Linked DNA regions of Gossypium hirsutum: region 2 is linked to region 1. The links are chromatin contacts, called in public Hi-C maps. All regions are on one chromosome and are shown on one strand. The core of a region is the stretch at or near the end of the contact, and the rest is flanking DNA. Distances in the headings are between cores, read along the strand shown.

Region 1 (7,391 bases), core at 1,963-4,462:
AATCCCGCAGATATGATGACCAAGGTGGTAACAACAATCAAGTTTAATCATTGTTTGAACTTGATTAACATCCTGAGAATTTGAGCACCTTTAGGTGTATGGCGCTCGAGAGCGCATTTGGAGGCACTACAAAAGATAGCTTTATCGAATTTGGGGAGTTGAAGGAAGTGTGTGAAGATGTGATTATCCTAATCAAATCTTCAAGGTGGAGATTGTTGATAAGTTAAATTAAAAAGGGGTTGAAAAGTCAAAAATGGTGGGAGGTGCAATTGGCACCGAAAGAAAAAAAATAGTTGGCAAGTTGTTTAAAGTTGAAAGGGATAATTGCAATTTTGGTCCCTAATTTTTTAGGCCATTTGCAAGTTAGTCCCTGAACTTCAACTATAAATAGGCCTAACCATTTCTCATTTCAACCATCCCAACCAATCTTTCTCTCTTAGTTTTCTCTCTTCTCCCATTTGAGAATTCTTAAGGAATTCTATTTGTTTGTAATACTTTGGAGATAGTAAAGTTATCATCTGGTGTTAGTGCCCGAGGACGTAGGTATAATTTACCGAACCTCGTTAAATCTCTTGTGTTCTTTCTTGTCCTATTTTTCTTTCAATATTTGAGGGTATAATAGTAGTATTTAATTGTGCTATTAAATTACTATAGAAGGGATATTCTGTCTAAGGAAAGACTTGGTATTTAAGAGATCCATGTGATCCACCTCTCTTCCCTGGGAATTGAACTTTGTGTGATTTTTTAGTACAATAATTTACACGCTTCCGACCCTATTGGAACAACAGATACTTGTCATTGTACTATTAAATTAATAGTGAATTTACTATTTTATGTTAACTCAATTTTGTCACTTAAGTTATATTTGAATGAATTTTGAAATTAAAGCTTGGTTTTTTATTAAATTTTACTGTTTGATTTTAATTTAAATTAACCTAAGTTAAACTTAATAAAAATAATTTAGATATTAAATTAATTAATTAACATAATATTAAATATTAATAAAATTTTTATTTATAAAAAATAAAGTTTTTTATTTATATATTTTAAAAACTTACAAGTCTTCCTTCCATTAAATAATCGAAGCTAATTTATAATATTTTTTTTAATAATTTTACAAAGTAACTTAATTGTTACTATTAATAAATATTTGAAATGATACTTTTCCATTAAATTTTGTTTTCAAAATGAAAAAAAATTATTTAGAAAATCAAAGTTGATGGTAAAATTAATTAAAATTCAAAAATAATAAGAAAAAATATAAAAGTTAAATATAATTAAAAAAAGGAAAATAAAGAATTTAAGAAAAGAGAGCAAAAATTAACATCTGTTTTTTTTATAAAAATATTCAAAAAATTTTATTATTTATAAAATGACCTGCTTTTACAATTATGTATGTAAATGACCTGAAATTAACAGTGAACATGGGTGGTGTCAATTTTATTGGCGTCACCACCCTGCCACGTCAACCAATGATTGACCGGTAGAATAAAAAATAATTGTTTCGAGTGGTGCCAATGCATATGGCGTCACTTGCATAAATACCAAATACTTGTACCCGTATTAGTTGTATTTTGTAGAAGTGAAAAATGTCAAATTTTTGTGGTTCCAAATAAATTGGCGTCGTTAGTCATCAACCCCTTTTTTTAATTGATTCTTATTTTTTAAAAAAAATATTTTTTATTTATTTTGTGGTGCCAATGACTTTGGTGTCACCACTTCGTATTTTTTTTTGTGGTCTCATGACATTGACGTCAACGATTTTTAAATGTGCAGTTTAATTTTTTTAGTGGTATTAAGATCATTGGCGTCACCAAATGGCTATATATACCCCCTGCCCTAATGACTGATCAGTGTAAGGTGAAGATTTTTTTTAGAATTTTATTATGTTAAAGGATGAAGGGAAGGGAGATCGGGACTTTTCTTTTCTGTTTTTGTTTATTTAGAAAAATTTTATAATTTGAAGGTAAGTTTTATTTAACAATGATCTAGTGGAGCTTGGACATCAGAAAATTTAATAGTGCTTTTCGAAAGTGTAGATTTGATTCCTTAATTTCATATGCGGTGATGATTTCAAGTAAAAATAGGGATCTCGGTTGCCAGTGATTTATGCAGTAACGGGCCCAAATTAGTTATGTAAGTCTTTATGTTGGTTACGGTAGGACGATAACGGGGTCAAATTGGTTATGCAACCAACGGGTGGATTATCTGGGATTTCCTGGGTCAACGGGATATTTGAAGGTCCATTGGAATTCCAGTTGAATAGCACGAGTGAGATTATCAATATCAGTAGTGCCTGAGCTACAAATATTAGTACCGAGAAACTTGCTCGTGTTGTCATTAAAAATGGTCTTTTTCAAATTGTAATACACAATGTTGTCAATCTTGAACAAAATCAAATTCATCGTTTATTTATGTTTTATTAGTATTGAAAAACTTGTTCATGTTTAACGTTTATGTTTTGTTGTATTTTTTATGTTTAAATTTTCAATCTTCTTTATTTTAAATATAGGGAAATATAAATCACGTATTAAAATAAGTTATTTGAAATTATTTTGTAATGTTACCAATGTAAAATTATATTTTGTAAAATATAATTTTTGAATTATGTAAATTAATAGTTATTTGAAATGCTGCCAATGTAAAGTAATTTCTATTTAAATTATTTCCGCAATGTGAATTAATTGTTTGATAATGGGTGTAATTAAAAAATAAATAAATATAAGGGGCGGAATTGTATTTAAAGGAAAAAAGTTTAGAAAAATTAATAGCTATTTGACATATTTTCCGTGATGGTAGATAGTTGTTTAATTGGATATAATAAATTGAAGATTATAAATCAAATGGACGATATAATTAACAAAATGGAGAAAAATAAAGAATTGGGGTGGAATGGTGAAAGTAATAAAGATTAGGGTAGAGTTTTAAATAGAAGAAGAAATGAAGGATGAGGAAAAAATGAATAAGAAAGAAAAAAAAGAGAGTGGGAGAGGGAGAGGGAGTGTGGTGGAAGAAAGAAAGAAAAAAGGGGCATTTATGCATGAAGTAAAAAATATTAGATCATTTTTAAAAAAATCGAAAAAGAAAAGACCAAAAGGTAAATAGGGAAAAATCATGATTGACCGATCATATTACATCAGTCGGGTCAATCGCGTCAGCAACGTCAGGGACGTACAAGTCGGAGTTATTATTTGTTTATTTTTAATCTGTAACGTTTAAAGAAAATTTTGAATGTTGGGAGGCTGCCTCCCCTCCCACGGTTTTAGTATAAAATGGGTGGGGGGTGGGCCTTTGGTCCCCCATCTAGAAGAGAAGGAAGGAACAGATACTTAGCAGATTAGGAATTTTTTGTTTTATTCATCTTAATATATTAGTTTATTATATTATGTTGGATTTATTTACGATTAAAATATGTAAATTATATATTTTGATTATAATGTAATAATTAATTATATTTAATTTATTAAAAATTTATGTAGATATTAAAATTTTTTTTATTCGAAACTGTAGATCACACTGTATTGAAAATAAACGAAACAATTGTTATAAAATAAAGAGAAATGAGAAGAATAAAGAACAAAAAAAAATATGAAAGCAATAGAAAATGTATTTTATTGATCAAAAATTATATATTTTGATTTATTTAAGATTAAAATATGTAAATTATATATTTTGATTATAATGTAATAATTAATTATATTTAATTTATTAAAAATTTATGTAGATATTAAAATTTTTTTATTCGAAACTGTAGATCACACTGTATTGAAAATAAACGAAACAATTGTTATAAAATAAAGAGAAATGAGAAGAATAAAGAACAAAAAAAAATATGAAAGCAATAGAAAATGTATTTTATTGATCAAAAATTATATATTTTGATTTATTTAAGATTAAAATATGTAAATTATATATTTTGATTATAATGTAATAATTAATTATATTTAATTTATTAAAAATTTATGTAGATATTAAAATTTTTTTTATTCGAAACTGTAGATCACACTGTATTGAAAATAAACGAAACAATTGTTATAAAATAAAGAGAAATGAGAAGAATAAAGAACAAAAAAAAATATGAAAGCAATAGAAAATGTACTTTATTGATCAAAAAGGATAATTTACAATGCTTTATCAAAGTCTCTATTTATAGGCATAAGAATTATAAAAGAAGTAGAGATCTAATTCTAATAACTATTTGAATTTAAAGTACATCAAAACTTTATCTTGATTATAATGGACATCCACTTAATAAAATATTCATAACACTCCCCGTTGGATGTCCATTGGTAGATAATGTGCCTCATTAAAACCTTATTAGGAAAAACACTATGGAATAAAAACCTAACAAGGGAAAAAGAGTACACAATCTATAATACGCATAATATGTTGCCTCATTAAAAACCTTACTAGGAAAACTCAATGGGACAAAACCTCGATTAAGAGAAAAAGAGTACAACGCGATTTACTCCCCCTCATGGAAACATCACATATTTTCTCATATTCTACGTATTTAATCTTGAATACTAGTTTTTCAAATGACTATTTGAATGTAATTGATAAGCATTTATATTACCATTCTTTTAAAATAATGAGTGAGGAAAAATTTTGGGAAATTTATTTTGATCTCTTCAGGAGATTCAACAATAATCATAACAAACTTTAATCATGATTCTTCTTTAAAAACATAAATAGAGATTTTAGATCATTTTATAATCCTTCTTCAACTACTCAAATTTACCACATATGTTCAAATTATTTCAATTCATATAAATGAATAATTTCTCGAGAATTTTATTATGCTTCTATCATTCTAAATCCTTCAAGGATTTTAATATAAACTTTACTATATAGTGATTTATAAAGTTTGTAACAACAACCATTAGACGCAAGTTAAATATTTTATGAATTGTCAATTTAGTAATATATCTAAAGGTTATTGCATCCACCACAAAAGAATATTATATCTTTTCATAATCAATACCAGTACATAGTAAAAAAATTTATATTTTTATTCCACTTTTGCAAAACTACTTCATTTGCACCCTCATTGGCTTTATACCTTTAGATATTTAGACTACTGGTCCAAAAACTCCATGAATTTAATTATACTTGAGTTGCGTCTTTCTATTTTAATCAATTTATTCCATATCTATATTTCTCAATAGATTTATTCGAGATCCTCCTTTTATTTCATTATTTCAATAATAATATTGCATGCAAAATCATTGTCAACTACTTTTATTGTTCGATTCCATATTTTCTCGAATTGACATAACTTATCGAGATCTCTTATTTTCATTATTTTAAAATTCAGTTTCATGTATCTGAATCTCTTCTGAAGTTTTACTTATTAGTTATGTCTTGAGCCTCTTTTGGAGCACCCGCCTCCACTATATGACCATTTAGAATAATTTTCATCTTTGGAACCGATCAATCTATTATTTATTCTAACTGATTGTCAACTGGGACTTTGATTCAAATTAAAATATTAGATGGTATATAACACTTGGTTATTCTCATTAAGGTTGTAAATACATCTAACAGTTAACTTGTAATGAGCAATCCTTATTGAACTTCTGATTCAAATTAGTCTCCCCCTAACTTATTACAAGTTATTATTTCTCTTCCCCTAATGTCGGGAAAACTATCGAATCAAAATTGTAATCACAACTAATGTCATAATTAAATCTCCAATGCATTCAAAACATCTAACAATACAAAGAAACTTGTAATTAATATATATTCTCAACTTTCTTTGAGGAATCACTCATCTTTGTGTGTTTTGGTCGATCAATTGGAACATATACACACATACAAAAATGAGAAAATGAGAAATAATTAGCTTTTGATCAAAAACCAATTGTAATGAGGAGTATTTATAACTTATTGGCTTAATGCGTACAACACGTAAATCAACATAATCTCATGTTGAAGTAGAAAGTTTAGTTCTCGTAAGTAATGATTTAGACATTAATTAGAGGTGTTTAATAAATAACTTCTCTGGACTATTATGCACAAACTTTTACAAAAGTTTTTCAAACTCAATCAATAAAAGACTGAGATATAAACTCATTAGTATTAGCAAGATGAATTGTCTTTATTGCATGATCTGAAATTAATTATTTAAACAAGTAATCTTGCAAACGACAGGTTGCAAGTTGATAATACATACGTGGTAATTTTGTAGATGCATCTACCAAAATTATATAAAATCATCCACATGGTGGATGAATGGGCCCATATTCATTTCAGAAATGCAAGACATTAAATCTCAACTTTAGCTAGTAAGTTTCTAAAAATTAATTTTCATTGAGAACAAACAATAAATAAGAATTATTTAAATTAAAGAATCTTCTAGTTCTTTAATTGAATGTCCATATAAATTATCCATTAATTTTCGCATCATATATGATCCAGGATGGTCTAACTGGTCACGTCAAGTAGTAAATACATTTGTATCAGTAAACTTCTAGTTTACTTTAACATGTGTTTTAATTGTACTAAATTGTAACAAATTGATAATTTTATTGTCATTTTTTTTATTTTGTATCCACATATAAATGCTATTGTGACATTTACTGTTGGAAATGTCTAAATCAATGTGAAGTCTATAATGCCACTAAGTCAATAAATAAATATAATCTTCAAACAATTATATGTAATATTCGCTTCAGGGAATATGTCAAAATCTTCAAATATAAGACATTTGGCTAGTGGTATGATTCTCGCTTAGAGTGCGAGAGGTCCCGAGTTCGATTCAAAAAATAAATAACACAATCCTCTTTTGATTCATATGAAATACAGTATTTTCCTCATTCACAATCTCAATATGAGATCCATTATGAATATCTTTTTAAACTAATGCATTAACCATCACAAAGTTTGTGATTTTTAGATATTGATATATTAGCTCTTCTAGAGCTTTCAACTAATTTTGTACTATCAAATATTGAGATAATATTTGTTTGTTTCAATACCAAATAAGATAAATATTTTCTATCTATAATGATAGAATTCATTCCTACATTTTCATCTCCTTCCTCAAAGAATATTAAAGGAAACAAAATATTTGGGCATATGCCACATATGTGGCCAATAATATTTTATATCACATATTGATAACATAAGTTATCCTTACCCTTTAAAGAGTTATCTTGAGAACTCTCATTATTCTCTTATTTATTACTATGTTCCTACTTTTAGTAGTCCATTAGTATATCTTTTATTTTCTTTATGTTTACATTCACTTCGGGGAATGCAACAAATCTAGTAGGACAGAGTTATAAACATCCCAATAGATTCTTTATTTCATAATTACCATCGCAAACATGCGTGAGGTTTTAAATCAAAATCTATCTATGCAAGTTGCCATGATTAGTCTCCAATTA
Region 2 (7,391 bases), core at 3,051-5,550, 45 kb after region 1:
TTGGGCATCATAGCAAATGGTGATGAAGGGTTCGATAATGAACGTCAGTCCCACCATAATCTTAAAGAATTGAATGACCCCAATTTGGATAAGGTCTCGGAAGATATAGACGATAAAGACATGGTAAAGGGTCAAAATGTGTATCTTTATTTTGTCGGGAACACAAGATTTGTATAGTTATACGGAATGATCCAGGGCCCACATGTCGAGTATAAAACCTGATGTGGCGCTTGCATGCGAGTTCCTCAAATACCCAAATATAGTACTTGCTCACCTGATGGAGGCAGATTCAGGGGTTCGAGAGTTGTTCATAGGTTAACAGTTTGATAATAAAAAAGACTGTGTATATGCAATAAAGCGATACAACAGGAAGTTGTCAGTGGACTACAAAGTATTGAAGTTAACACAGACTTTATATATTAGGGAATATTGGACGACCAACAACGATTGTGACTAGGGGTTTGGGCTGCATTAATACAGAGAACTCAAATGCGAACAATCAAAAAATTAGAAGGGCCTCATACATGTACGCTACACGTATGATGCAAAACCACCAAATATTGGATGTGAAAATAATATGCAATTACATCATGTCATTGGTAAAAGACACACCCATCATTCTTGTATCAATTCTTATTGTGAACATACGAAGCTCGATTTAACTACAGGGTGTCATACTGAAAAGCATGGTTGGTGAAACAGATGGCAATGGAGTAGTTATATGATGACTATAATGCGTTATACAACGAACTTCAATGGTGGATAGTTGTGATGTAGGAGTATGTGATAGGTATCATGATTGATTTGCAAACAATGCTGCACAAAGGCCCGGACAACGAATACAACTGGGGAGACGAGTTTTCCACTGATTGTTTTGAATGTTCGATCCCTTTGTTAGGGCATTCTCCCACTATAAGTCATTGGTGTAGGTGGATGATACTTGTCTTTATGGTAAATATACGCAAATACTCCTGATAGTGGTTATACAAGATGACAACCAAAACGTACTTTCGGTTACTTTCGCCATCATAGAGTCTAAGAACTTTGAATAGTGGTTGTTTTCGAAACTTGAAAAAACAACGAAACAGAGGCTATTTTCAAAATTGTCCAGCACTACACGACCGTGTGGAGTACACGACCATGTGTGATTACGCGGCCAGGATAGGTAGGTTGTGTGGACCACATGGGCTGGCCACGGCTGTGTGGGTCTTTTAGACCAATTTTGAGGCTCGATTAGGGGCTAATTAAGGGACTTGAAAATTGCGTCTGTGGGCATTATTTAAGACCAGAAAAGCATAAGTTTCGGTATACACACGTAGGTATGTGTAGGAAGAGTGCTAAGTAAGTTCTGATAACTATAATAATGTGATATGATATGTTATAAGTTATGTTTCATTATGAAATCTAATATTTTGCTATTGCATATGATAGGGATATTATATGTGTATCAATTACAAGAATATCTTAAATGTGAAATTTGTATATGATTTGTGATATGATAATTTTGTTAGCATGTTTTGAAGTGAAAAACATGCAAGGCATATGTGCATCTGATGTTTGTTAGTATTTGCATGTGCACTGAGCTGAGATATGATATGTGATGGAGGAAGTGTGATTCTGGCAATATTACTGCACTTTTTGGTGGTGTATCTACAATATCTGTTCTAGCAACTTGATTGCAATTATAGTGGCTCGAACACATATATTTGATTCTGGCAGGTTACTGCAACATTTCTGTCTGGCAGCTCAGCTGCACTTATATGAGTGGCATACCACCATGACCTGTTGTGATTAGATAGATGGACTCTTGGAGTCCTAATTAGTGTGATTGGTTGGATGGAGTTGGTGTGTAGCAGATGAAGGTAGGATCTTTGTCTACATTTGTATCTGAATCTGTCTGTATTTACATCTAAATCTGTTTATGCATCTATATTTGATTATGAAAATACATATGATTTCATATACGAGAACATGTTTGAATCCGTATTTAAAAACATATTTGTTTGTGTATGTGTTTCTAATTTGTTGCTTGGGATGTGTTACACACTGGGCTTTTAGCTTACTCGTTTGTTTAATACGTTTTAGGTGGTCTTCAAAATTAGGATCAGACGGCGTACAGGAGCTCGGATTAGTTTCTCAGCTAATCAAATATATTGATTTACATCAGTAATTTTTCTAGACTTTTGGGATAGTAATTTATTCTTTGGTTTTTGCGTTGTTTGTTGGATTTTGGTATTTTAACGTTAAACTGCAAACGTGTATGATTTACCAAACTAAAAATTCAATTTTCAAAATTAAAAGTCAGGAAATTTTTGCTGCAAAGATTAGGTAACCACTTAAGTGCTTTCTGTAAATAAATATACGGTTTTAACAAATGTTTGTTTTTGTACTCAAAATGATCTGCCAACGTTAGTACTTTCAAAACACGCGACTCTGAATTCGAATTTTGGGTTTTAAATAAGTATTTTTGGACTTTGGTTTTTCTAAACATCTATGAGAGTTTTGCCAAAATTTTATGCTTTCGAAACATGCACTGATTTTGGTTAAAACAAAAGCTTTGAACAAGTTGATATATTTCATCAATATCTGGTCATAACTTCTAGGTCGAGTTTGAGGTGTTACAGTTTCTATTAAAAGAGTTTCTCCTTTTGGGCTTTGAAGTAAAGCCTTGGTTTTGACTACAGAATACATAGCTTTGAAGTGGAGCTGATGAACTATCACATGGATTCTGTTCATAAGAGTAACTCCAGGAAACAATCCAAGAAATGCATAATTTTGAGGAAAAATGGATGGTTCTGTAGATATGTTTTTGGTTCGGTTCGAGATGGAATTTGACAAAGAACTTGGACCATAAATTTTATTTTTTTTCTGGTAGGATATCAAAAGATGATGGTCCATACTAATTCCACCATTCTTTAAAATAATTTAGGAATTTGAATTTGGTACTATATGTGAAATATATGAGCCAAAAATGCTTCATATGTTGACTGTTCTTTAGAAAAGCACTGTACCAGGCTGTTTGGTAATCCCAATATGTGAAATATGGGTGGTGGTCTATTTTGGTGGTAAATTTGGCTGGAAATTTCTTTAGAGATGTTGGGTTTTCACCCCAATCTCTTGGTTGAAGAATTTTAACTATTTGGGTTGTTGACAGGTGATAAAATTTGGATCTTTTGGGTCTGTGTAGTGTTTGAACAACACTGAACTGATTTAAACCAGTATGTTTTCATAATTCTCCTAAGGTTTTGTGAGAATCTAATGATTTAAAATGTCATCCATTAAAAAATTCTTTTACAAGAATATGTGGAGGTTTTCTGAAATTCTTCCTCCATGATACTTTTTTTTTCAAAACACTTATTTGGAAAATATTGTGAGGATTTTTGGGTTACTTCAGAAAATATCTTGGAGATATGTTTCTTTTAAAATATTTTTGAGAGATTTTTATTTGTGTAAAACAATCTATTTATTTTTTGAAATTTTTACTGTTTGAGCAACAATTTGTTTGAGAGGAATTTCCTCTTTTAATTGAGAAAATGTTGATGCCACTTATGAGAATTGAGAAAGGGACTTAATCCATTTTTTTAGTTGTAAACCAATTTCATTTGGATCATGTGCATCATGAAGGGATGCATTTTTTGAGAATTTTGATGAGGATTACGTTATCTTATTTTCTTCTTTAAGGCAAATTTCATACCATGACTTAATTGGTTTTGAGGAAATTTGAGTTTTTGTGGATGATTCTTCTATTTTTCCTTTTCCTTTGTCTCTGAGTTTGGATGACATTTTTTAATTAATTTTCATCAAATTAACCGTAAAATCTAAGTTAAATTACATCTATTGAGCTATATATATCAAATTAAACACAAAATTAAACAAATTAATAATTAACAATAAATTTACTCTATTAACAAAATTATAAAAAATAATACAAGTACTAAATTAAATATAAAAAAAACCATAAGTACCAAAAACATCAAATTCAACTACCAAACAATATATTAAACAATTGTTTTTTATAACAAATTTAAACTTCCATTATTCAGAAAATAACATTTTCTTTCTATAAACTATATTTAAAATTTTATTTGCTTTTCAAATTATAATTTTAATGTACAAAGATTTTGTATATATAATATATATTTGTGGCTGGATTCCCACAGGTGATATACGTCCAGCCGCTATTGGAGAAGGGTTATTGGCCCACACGGTTTTAAAATTTAAAGTAGATTGCTGTTGATTCGATACAAAATTGGCGCTAACAATATAAGATGGGTGTGGGTGGCTCACCCCCCAACATTTCTTTATCACAACACAGAGGTTGGGTGGGCTTTCAAACATCTTCCTGTTTTCAGAGTGCCTTAGGCCCATGTCGTTTTAGTGCAAAAATTAACTAGTTGACTGCTTATTTCGGTGGCCTCTCTTTAAATTTTCACATGTTCTTTTTCTTTTTCTAGGATGCTTTACTTTCTTGTGAATAGAAGCTGTTTGGTCTTTTGTTTCTTTAAGCAAGAAGTCAAGAATCGTTGCATTTTAATCATGGAAAGGAACTTTGTCTAGCTGGAGGAGGATGGCCAATGCTACCCTTTTCTTTAATGATTATAAATTGAGAAAATAGAAATATATATATACTAAATTTCTAATACTATATACTTCTTCCAAAAGACGACGTGCTTAAAATAAGGATAAATATCAAAACTATATATAAACTTTGATCAATGTCATACATAAATTTTTATTTTGTAAGATTTTACACATAAAATTTTGATTTGATTCAATTGTCACAAATCATTTACAACATTATCAAATTATTATCATTTTACCTTGATATATTGTATACTTAAATAATTATATTCATTCAATATGAAAATAAATGTGTGTATTCATTTCTTTAAATATGTACAATCGAATTAAAACCAAAATTTCATGTATACGTATGAACCACAATTCAAGTTTTGGGAGTATAATTGCTCCAAATCAAAGTTCATATATCAAATTGCATATTGGGCAAAAGTTCATATATAAATTTTATATTTATCCCTGTAAAATTTGTATCAAATTTGAATTCTTATATGTAAGACCCAAGCCTAACCTGACCTGATCACTTTTTTCAATTAATATAATAGATTAATTTTATTAATATATATTATATAATCCATATTGCATAAAAATTCAAATTTATAATAATATAATATGATAATGTAGACATTAGAAAATAAGTAAAATTGTTTATGTTTGGAATCACAAAGTGTTGATGAGCTTGTTACCTTCATTCATGAGTGCAGGAAGGAGTATTGGAGTCTGACCTCAATTTTAAAGCAGCCAAACCCTTAGCAATGGTTTGACGGGCCCCTCCACCTCTATCTTGGGTTAAGGTGAATGTTGATGTAGGTTACTCGATTTCAAATCAAAAAAGCAGTATTAGGCATCATTATTCCAGACGAAATAGGTTAAATAATGGATTCTTGTTTTAGAAATCATAACTTGTTTAGCTCGGTGTTTATGGTTGAAGCGGTAGCAGTTCTTCATGATCTCCAATTTGTTCAAAAAATGAGATTTCTACATGTTGTCCTGGAAAGCGATTCAAGGATTATTATACTGAAATTACAGTCAAAATGTGACTATTCTGAAATTCGGTTGGTTACTAAGGATGTGAAAGCATTATCTTGAAGCTTCTCAGCATTTTGTTTTAGCTTCATCGCCAGATGAGGAAACACTATTGCACATGCAATGGCGCTAGAAGGTTTGCAAAGCACAGAGGACCGATTCTGGGTTGAAAACTCGCCTTTAGGTGTTATCGATCTTGCAGCATAGGACCATCGTTTCATAGAGCCACCATAAGCTGCTGCGTGTCTGAGTATTGTGCTTTGGATTGAGGATTTTATTTATTTATCGAAGGGTAACCTCAATCTCCCATCCTGACTCGCTCTCCATTGATGTATTTTAATTCTAGAAGGGATTTTCTAGAAGAGTTTTAGTTTTCCTTTTAGTTCCTTTTCAGACTTATTTTCTTTCTTGATTACTCATTTTTATTCGTTGTTTCAGATGCATTTAATGGACATTTGTTTCCAAACCCCTGTAACGATTTTTTATAAAATTAAAAAGATAATAAAATGGAGAAGTGTAAAATGAATTTAAATTAATCATAATAAACTTAAATAAAATTTTAAATCTATATTTTAAATCAAATTAGGTTTAAGGTAACTTAAAAGATTGAAACCCACTCCTCTACTCACAATAAATCCCATAAATAATTAATCAATTTTACTTTTCCTTTGGTAAGGGAAGTAATATAATAATAAGAGGAAAACTACAATCCGAGTTTCAAAATATTTTAAGGATTATTGTTGAGTTTTTAAAATTTATAAGTAGGGGTCTATCATCTATCATTTTTATACCTATACATAAAAAGAAGGTTCAACTTAGTCGATACGTGTCACTTCTTTTCTTTTTGCATCATATAAAAAAAGGGTAAAATTTCAATTTTAGTCCTATATTGTCCTCACCTATATATAATGGGTCAACCTTTTTTTCCTTTTCTTCTTGCATTATTTAAAAGAATGGTAAAATTTCAATGTTGGTCCCTATGGTATCCTCAAATTTAAGATTATATAACAATTGTCAAATTTTAATTTTGGTCTATGTGCTACACTCGAATATAAGATCTAATCTTTTTACTTCAACTTTTTGATATAAATTAATATCTCAACTTCAATAATGTCATAGATTAGCTCAAATACTATATTTAATTAAAATATTGATATAACTTTTGAGAGTTGTAAACACTCTTGAAATCATTTGTGAAATTCAAGTCCATTGCATTTTTTTTTGTGTTACATGGTTGCTAAATAAGTGGGTATTTTTTTAATTTCAAAATATCACACTAGTGAATTTGATAAAATAATATAATAGTGTTAATAATTAAATTTAAATTTTTTAAATTCAAAAAATAGAGGGACTAAATTCTTAAAAGTAAAAGTATGAATACTAAATTTCAAATGTACAAAGACTATAGAAATATAGTTTATATTTTAATCTTTAAACATTTACTCTATAATTTAGACTTAAAAATAATTAACCCATCATGAAAGTAAAAACTATACTAATAATATATAAAAACAACATACATAATGTAGATATTTTGTCTCCAACTATTGACACGTGATTACCCTTTTCTTTCTTTCTTTCCTTTTTTCTAAATAAGTTAAAAAAAGTTCTGAAAAAATCAATCTTGCTTATAATATAAAAAATAATAAATCATATTAATCACCTAAATGAGTGGTCTTCATGTCGAATCCTTATAACAAGAGGAAAGAAGACAATATGAGCCGATTTTGACAAGGTATGAATGACAATAAGACTAAGACATAAAGGAAGGAAGGTGATACTTTTAA

The links. Hi-C and Micro-C count contacts between places; a contact is called where the count stands out from the background.
Region 2: a contact with region 1 is called in a Hi-C map of leaf, with 2.8 times the contacts expected there. The contact joins two enhancer-like sites. A contact is called at or near these places in 13 of 34 Hi-C or Micro-C datasets (anther, callus, cotyledon and 4 more).

What each region holds. Positions count from the first base shown.
Region 1 is chrA11:55,611,164-55,618,554 of Gossypium_hirsutum_v2.1, forward strand. No RefSeq gene overlaps it. Among protein-coding and RNA genes, the nearest start is that of LOC107898609, 37 kb to the left of the region's middle. Within about 2 kb of position 3,213, at least 3 of the 9 cell types and tissues checked have an H3K27ac peak or open chromatin away from gene starts, as enhancers often do. A contact at or near this core is called in hypocotyl and leaf, where this site is marked.
Region 2 is chrA11:55,654,906-55,662,296 of Gossypium_hirsutum_v2.1, forward strand. No RefSeq gene overlaps it. Among protein-coding and RNA genes, the nearest start is that of LOC107897584, 4.3 kb to the right of the region's middle. Within about 2 kb of position 4,301, at least 3 of the 9 cell types and tissues checked have an H3K27ac peak or open chromatin away from gene starts, as enhancers often do. A contact at or near this core is called in hypocotyl and leaf, where this site is marked.